Linked DNA regions of Anas platyrhynchos: region 2 is linked to region 1. The links are chromatin contacts, called in public Hi-C maps. All regions are on one chromosome and are shown on one strand. The core of a region is the stretch at or near the end of the contact, and the rest is flanking DNA. Distances in the headings are between cores, read along the strand shown. Region 1 overlaps BTRC (beta-transducin repeat containing E3 ubiquitin protein ligase). Region 2 overlaps BTRC (beta-transducin repeat containing E3 ubiquitin protein ligase).

Region 1 (3,709 bases), core at 521-3,020:
TGCTAATGGAGGGAAGGAACATGCACATTATCACTTGGAGAACCAGTCTACTAAAGTCATCGGGTAATGGCCAGTAGCAGCACAGGGCTCGTTTATGACAGGGAAAGGCATAAGCTATGCTCTGAGCAGCAGTTTCAAAGTTTTCTGGAACAGTTGCTTCTGTTTTAAAAACACCCAAGCATGATCTACTTAATGCCTGAGCGAAGTTTCTCTTTATGGGTGTTACTGTTGATTTTCTTTTTGCTCCAAGTACTCCCTTATCTCAGAGAGAAAAGTAGCCAGAACAGGCAGGAGGACTCGAGTGGTCCAAAACATGGCTTAACTGTGAATAAATATCGCTGGGAACAACCCCCCAGTAGAGGGAGAGAATGACCTGAGAGATCTATTACCTGCAATTATTATCAATTATACTATTGAAATTTTCAAAACACTACAGTTCTGTTTATGTAAAGCTTTTATTATCAAGGAGAAGCCGTCCAAGATAGTTTACCAAGAGAGCACAGCTCCAAGCAGTATTATTTTCCATAAGCCTCCTCCTTGGCTCTTTGTACCAACAGAGAGGGCACAAGAGCACTGAACGACCTGGCCAAGGCAAAGCAAGCGAGCAATTCAGAACTGCAAATCATCAATACATGTATACACGTGGGATGTCATATACCATTTCCCAACTAGCAGAACACTAGATATTTCCAGGGAATACTAGAGATATGCAACAAAAAAAAAAAAGGCAGCAGCTTTCAGAAGAACTGCAAGAGTCACATAGATGCTTACTCCCACTACAAACGTACTCCTTAGATCTGCTGGCAGAGTTGGCCACACAAGCACTGCCTAACCTATTTCAGTCAAAATAAGCTTGTTAGCAAAGACCTGCTATTTAAACTGTCTAAGCTAAAACACCTCATCTTAAGTGAAAGCAGATCTGCAGTTCTGCTGACAGATCCTGGAGGGCAGCAACCTGCAGCAGCCAGATGAAGGCTGCGTGGTGCTCTTTTCCACCAGCACAGCTAGGTCTAGAAGAGGACATCTAGTGAGTTAACGCTGACTGATACCAACACTCCTGCTGTCAGCAGCCACCACAGAGGCAGCTGTAAGAGGAGAAGCCCATGAAATACTCCCACACGGTGTCAGGGTCAAGGCTGGCCAGTGGATTGTAGCCAAAATCTTGACAGGTTTGTCTTGTAGCCTCCTACAAGGTAATCACACAACTCTCACCCACTAATAAGTGTCCTCTTGAGACTGGCTGTTATGCTAACCGTGCAGTCAAATGTTACCTTGCTAAACTGGAGTGATTCATGGATGCCTAATACTGCTGGAGGAGCGGGATGCGTTTGGCCTGGAGAAGGCCGAGGGTACCTTGTAGTCTTCTACTACCTAAGGGGAAGTTACAGAGAAAAGCGAGACAGAATCTTTGCAGAAGTGCATAATGACAGCAAAAGAGGCAATAGGCACAAGCTCTGGATGTTAAGAGAGTGATTTTAAAAGCACAAGTGGACAAAGTCCTGAGCAAATCGGGCTGGCTCTGAAGGCAATCCTCCGCTGAACAGGCAGTCAGACTGGAGACCCCCAGGTGGTCATCCCAGCTTAAAGCTTTACATGACTTTTATTTTAAGACTAGGCTGGTCCATTCTTTCACTGGTATCTGTAAGAGATTCGTTATCTGAGCAACAGACAGCAAAAATAGAAACCAAGGACATTCTCTAGTGAATTCTGTGTCTTCACACATCACACAGGGCTGGGTTAGGCCAGACGCTGTTGATAAGTGAAAGTACATGAGAGAAGAAAGACGAGAAACAGTATCCTCTGCAACCCCAAGCAAACAGCTCGGACCTTAATAGCTCCTCAGCAAGGCACATTCAGTTTCACAGCTGAGCAGACTGGGTCCCTACCAGCTGATACTCAAATTGCACGCCCAGAATCCGAGTCACAGCCTACTGCACTAGGGATTCCTCCTTGGCTCGCCGCTCAGCTGCCAATAATCTTTCAGAAAAACCTTCAAAGTAAAGGAGGGAGGGAGCCTCCCAGTATTTTTGCATCCTTTCATCCCACTTTGGAGTGTTACTTTCCTATCACATCAAGAGTGGAATCAGCGTTGAGTGAATCATGTGATAAATCTCTTCCAGCCTCATTGCCTCGATGCATCCTATTGTAAATTTATCTAATAATCACCAACCCTTTAATTTCTATTATAATAATTGGCTAAACATCTGAAACCCACTTACATGCTGAGTGAAGTAGTTTTTCCTTACAATAGTTTTCAATATATTTTCCTTCAAATATAAATAGGTTTTCTATGGTGAGAACTGCTGTCCTCTGTGAAAACAAGTATATGGGAACATTTGACTTTACCACTGTATGTTATTTGTTAAACACTTCAGTGATACATCTCGTTTCTTTCCTGTATTTTCAGGGAGTTCACAATAGCCTGTATTTAGCCTAGTATTCGTATAGTTGAAAATATACTACGTGCATCTTCTCATCTAGAAAAAGCAATTTGGGATCACGCCTGAAAAACAACATATGCAACTTTCTGATGCCAAATAAAATTAAATATTAAGAGAATTCAGGATTTATTACCAGAGACCAAGCTAGACAGACACACCACTCACAGCCTGCTCCTTTGATCGAGGGGTTAGAGCTCCCTCTAGCACCCTCAGAACAGAAGAGCCAGAGATGCTAAGATGTGACTATCTGGTCTCATCCAAAGCACTCTTGGGTAGTGTTGTCCATACTTTTTATTTGCTTTGCTTTTTGCTGCCACATGAATAATTCAGAATACACCCGCTAGTTTGTCTGAAATTCAGGAGAAACAAGTGTCAGAAGAAATTCTCTCTCTAAGTGATTATAAATACCCAGATTACTATAATTAACTGTTCTCTGTTTTAAAATGTAATTTAAGAGCAGTTGAAGGATTTTCATGTCAGCCATGGGCAGAACGTGAAATGTAGCAAGAAATTAAATGAAAAAGTTGTTGAAAATTTCAAGTTTCCCAGCGTACAAAAGTCTTGCTGCCTCACCCTACCTTGCAGCTGACAAACATCCTAAGGCAGCTGACAGCTCGCCTCCAGTTGTGAATTAGCTGTTTCTGCTTCAGCATTAAATATTGAGTAACTCAGCTAAAGTGAAACTCAAAAGGTGTAACCCTGCTGAGTTCTGCACAATGCTGAAGACAGAGAAACAGCTAATGACAGAAGGAGCGTCAGGCCTTTTTTAATCACAGGTTATTACTTATTAATTCTTGATAAACTGAAAGCTGGCAGTACAATGGAAAAATGAGAAGGGAAAATAGGAGCCGAGTCTTTCAAGTTTTATTCCTAACTCTCCCACTGCTTTCTTGAGTTGCTGTAGGCAAGTCACTCCTCTTCATTTCATGAGTCTCTGTTAAATGTATGTGTCCTAATACAAGCCACACAGAGAAAAAAGCAAGGTTTGATGCTGGGAAGGGCCTGGGAGGCCACTGCGTGGAAGGTAAGGGCAAGTACCACTGAACGACACCACACCACACAAATGTAAGCTTTCCCCTCAAGCACTGGCATACACTTTTGACCCTTACAAAAATAAACAAAAAAAACTTGTGAAGAATTGGTATGGCCTAGACATTATCAATTAGAAAAAAATGTGGCTGCACTTATCATTTTTGTAGCATCTCAAAGCAAACTCAAAATTCGCAGGTGTAGAGAAAAAATTACATTTTCTCAAACTGAGCCACTGC
Region 2 (3,709 bases), core at 762-3,261, 34 kb after region 1:
GTTGTTGACCTCACCGTTAAAGCCAATTATTCCTTGCTTTAGAGTAAAGCCAGGATATTGTTTATCTCCAAACGCGTACAATCTTTAGCAAACATTTGGTTAAAAAGTGCTGGGCGTGTGGGGGGAACCCTGTCCTCGCTGACAAAGCCAGCTACTCCAGCAGACAGTTTCTTTGCACGGGTTCAGCTCCTGCGCTGACAGAGTAATGACAGCCAGCTTTGGGGGAATCCCACATACACATCTAAAATCAGTTTGATCACCACAGTATTCGTAGCCTTAGGCCACATTCCCACGCATTCAGTAGTGAGTAACTAAACAGGTTTTAAAGAGATACAGAAAAACTGCTTAGGGAGAGCTCTGCCAGGAAAAGGGTGGTTTTCCAGTTGCTCGCAGACAAGCTCCGGAGAGCAGGATTTCAAGCAGAAGCATGCGTTTTGTGCTTGTGCCTCCTCGCCCCCAAAATAACCTGGCCTTTGCAGAGCACGGCTCTGCCTGTTTTCTCCCAAATCCAGCTTCCAGCCCAGCATCTCAGGAGGCAGAAGTGGTGTCTGTTGGTGAAAGGAGGAGCAGCAGCATGGCAAAGCAGGGCGAGCAGAGGAGCAGGGTGCCCGCTGCAGCGCGGTCATCGGCCGGGGTCCAGGCAGCTCAGCTCTGCTAAAGGGGAGGAAAAGGCACAGCCAGGAGGTGTGGGATGTAAGCTGTTTGTTGGGAAAAGGCAGGGAAGGGAAAACAAACACACACACACGCTTGGGATGTCATCAAGTGGTCAAGAGGATTGGGTGGAAGTCGAGGCTTGCAGACCAGCTACTGATCTTTGACGCTTTTTGGTTGTTTGTCTGAACGAGATATAGGGCTCGCAAGGCACCGTGATATCTGGGATGCTGTAACTAGGGTTTTATAATGGAAATCAATCCTAAACGGGCCTGATAAATCGCTGGAAGAGGCCAGCTTTTAGAAGTTTTCATGTGAGGCCCCTGCCAGGACCAAGTTATTACATTAAATCCAGCCTAGAAAGGACTGTGATCGTAAAAACACTCCAGTTGGAATCACATATCTCCAAAAAGGAATGGCAAACGTTAAAACTGCTCTTTTCTACTCATGAAATACAATTTAGCAAATGGTGGGATTCAAAAGAGGGTTTTAATTTTTGTGCTTTGGAGAAAAAGACCAAGGGAGAGAAACATAGGAACCTGAGGTGGGCGCTGTGCATCTCCTGGACTCACGGGGTTGTTCATTCCTCTTGGATGCTTTTCCAGCAGTCATCCCCTTCCCTACTGCAAGTGCTAAGATGTTTTCCCACTCCTAAGAATCCTTTCTATGGAACTGAAAGCTTGCCTTCTTGCCTTTCAAACCATTTAAGATTCTCCCTCCAAAAATCTCAAAAAGGAGAAAAATCTGATGGTGAATTCCTAGCTACCGCAAAGCATCAAGTTATCTCCTTTTTCTTTAAGCCGAGCATCCGATTTTAAGAGCGAGCAGAGGACCATTTTGCATTCATTATCTTTATAGGTGGCAAGGCTAAGAGGTTGGCTGAACAAAGACCAGACAAAGACTGCCAAGTGCATATGGTGGCTCACAGCTTGGCGTCTCCCCACTCTACAGCACCAACACAGCAGCTCCAAGCGCAGCCCATTACGGAGGAGCGCTGCTCGTGCACTTTTTGTCGGCAAGCAAGTTACGCTCGGTGAAGACAGAATGACTGGAAAGTCATCACACTTTAAAAAAAAAAAGCACAGATGTTTGTAACTCCCACTCGTTTCTCACGAAGAGGGAAGCCATCGATCCAGGGGCAGGGACAAGACCCTGCGTATTTCAGGACTAACCGTGGCTGCGTGGAAGGGAGTGACACTCGACAGGGCAACGCTTAGCCACGGCCACGGGAAGAGCACGAGATAACCGGCTGAAACGGGGCACCGAGATATTTCTCCTTGCTCAACAAGGTGGGAGGAGGGATAAAAATGCGCGAGGTCAGAGCAAGGTTTGCCTCGGCAGGACTTGGGCGATGCTCTCTGCCACAAGAGAGGCAGACAAAGGGAGGAGCTGCTCCGAGCACCCTCTCGTGGTTACTGAAACGCACGTCTCAGGCACAGAGCCGGAAAGGAGCACTTGGTATCCAGACGGTATTTTGGGTGTACTCGCCGGGAATATTAAAGATCTGCAGCAATCATGCTTGATACATAGTAGATGAATGATGGAATTTATTCGGGTGAAAGGAGCAAAGAAAACCAGCGCAGACCGAAAGCTGAAAAGCCATACAAACTCTCTTTCATCAGGGAAAACTAAAAAATCCCATAACCTTCCTTTGCAGACTAAAGCCAGACTGGCCAAAACTGTTTGCATTGAACTCAAGGCTCTTTTATTTCAAACAAGGATGAGAAAGATAAGATGAGAAGCGCCAAAGTCTCCAAATCAGTCGTGGTGAGATCAGTAACGTGTACGTGCGCACACGGTTTCCACAGACAGGCAAAACAAATTTTTTGGTTTTGATTTGCCCAAGGTCACACAATGACATTGGAAGTGCTGGGAAGAGGAGGCAGCAAACCCAAGCTTATTTCTCGTAACTTTCACAATTTCTCTTTAGCAGGAGGTTCCTGCGAAAAGGGGCTTCGCCCTCCGTAGTTTGTTCCTCCTAAAATGGCTCCTGTCTGTAATGAGAGCCTTTTAAATCTGATTTGCATTTAAAACTTCAGCCTGTAATTAACAGAATATAATTCCGTGGCAGGTTGTCTTAAAGACCACTACGAAATTATTACTATTTAACTCTCCCCGTGAAGCCTCCTCCGCCGCTAAACACACCATGCTACAACGCATCCGCAGTCCCCAGACTGAAGCGCTTGATGGGAGATGACACGCAGCATTTTGTGTACGCAGCCCAGCAAAACACTGCTGGGAACGAGCTATAATACGTGGATAAATGCACTCCCAGGGACTACCAATTGGGCAGAGCTACCTTTAGTACCGCCTCGCTCGTCATGGTGGAAATCAAAGCCCTGCCAACTGGGGGAGGCTTTCTTTGGGGCTCTTCTGCCCGGCACTAATTATAAAACTGTACAGATGCAGCCTTTTTTTTTTTTTCTTTTTTTTTTTTTTTTTTTCCCGAGTGCGGGGAGCTGGGGGTGGGGGAGAAGTGTGTGTCTATGCGAGGAGCACAACTATTTTTTATGCTTTCAAATTCTTAATCCTGTTTGGAGCTGTCAGTGGGGGTTAATGGAAGCCTTGGATAGGAGAATTCCAATCTGGTTGGCAGATGGATAGGTTGGTTATAGCTGCATAACTATGTCTTGCCTGCAGGCACAATTCAGAACACTGTTAAAGCAATATAAAGTCTCTGTCAAGCTGAACCATTTGGATCAGTAGCAAGGAGAAATAATAATAAAAAAAGGAGTTCATTTCTGGGCCTTGCGCGTTTATGCTAGTATGCAGAAACTGATTAATTGTCATCGTGCGCTGGTCTGCTATACCTCGGATTTCTACTTCTGGAGTAGATTTTGCATGCTAATATAATCATTCTCCCTCTTGAGACATTAGCAAATAATCAAATGAAAAACAGGATCATAATTTACTGAGATTCGGGCAATTCTCTATGCAAATTTGACTTGTTATTGCTGCTGCCTCGTTAATCTGAATGCCTTTGACAAACTCCTTTGATTTATGAACTCATGACAACTCCAATGTGTATATATTTTGCTAGATTGACATTATCATTAAG

What was found. A called contact is a pair of places that touch in the nucleus more often than the background predicts.
Region 2: a contact with region 1 is called in a Hi-C map of small yellow follicle, with 2.0 times the contacts expected there. The contact joins two enhancer-like sites. A contact is called at or near these places in 2 of 8 Hi-C or Micro-C datasets (F1 follicle and small yellow follicle).

Annotation. Positions count from the first base shown.
Region 1 is chr6:27,466,706-27,470,414 of IASCAAS_PekinDuck_T2T, forward strand. All of the region lies in intron 5 of BTRC (beta-transducin repeat containing E3 ubiquitin protein ligase), which reads right to left. Among named protein-coding and RNA genes, the nearest start is that of DPCD, 67 kb to the left of the region's middle. Within about 2 kb of position 1,771, at least 4 of the 8 cell types and tissues checked have an H3K27ac peak or open chromatin away from gene starts, as enhancers often do. A contact at or near this core is called in F1 follicle and small yellow follicle, where this site is marked.
Region 2 is chr6:27,500,485-27,504,193 of IASCAAS_PekinDuck_T2T, forward strand. The region is part of intron 3 of BTRC (beta-transducin repeat containing E3 ubiquitin protein ligase); the gene reads right to left. Among named protein-coding and RNA genes, the nearest start is that of BTRC, 46 kb to the right of the region's middle. Within about 2 kb of position 2,012, at least 5 of the 8 cell types and tissues checked have an H3K27ac peak or open chromatin away from gene starts, as enhancers often do. A contact at or near this core is called in F1 follicle and small yellow follicle, where this site is marked.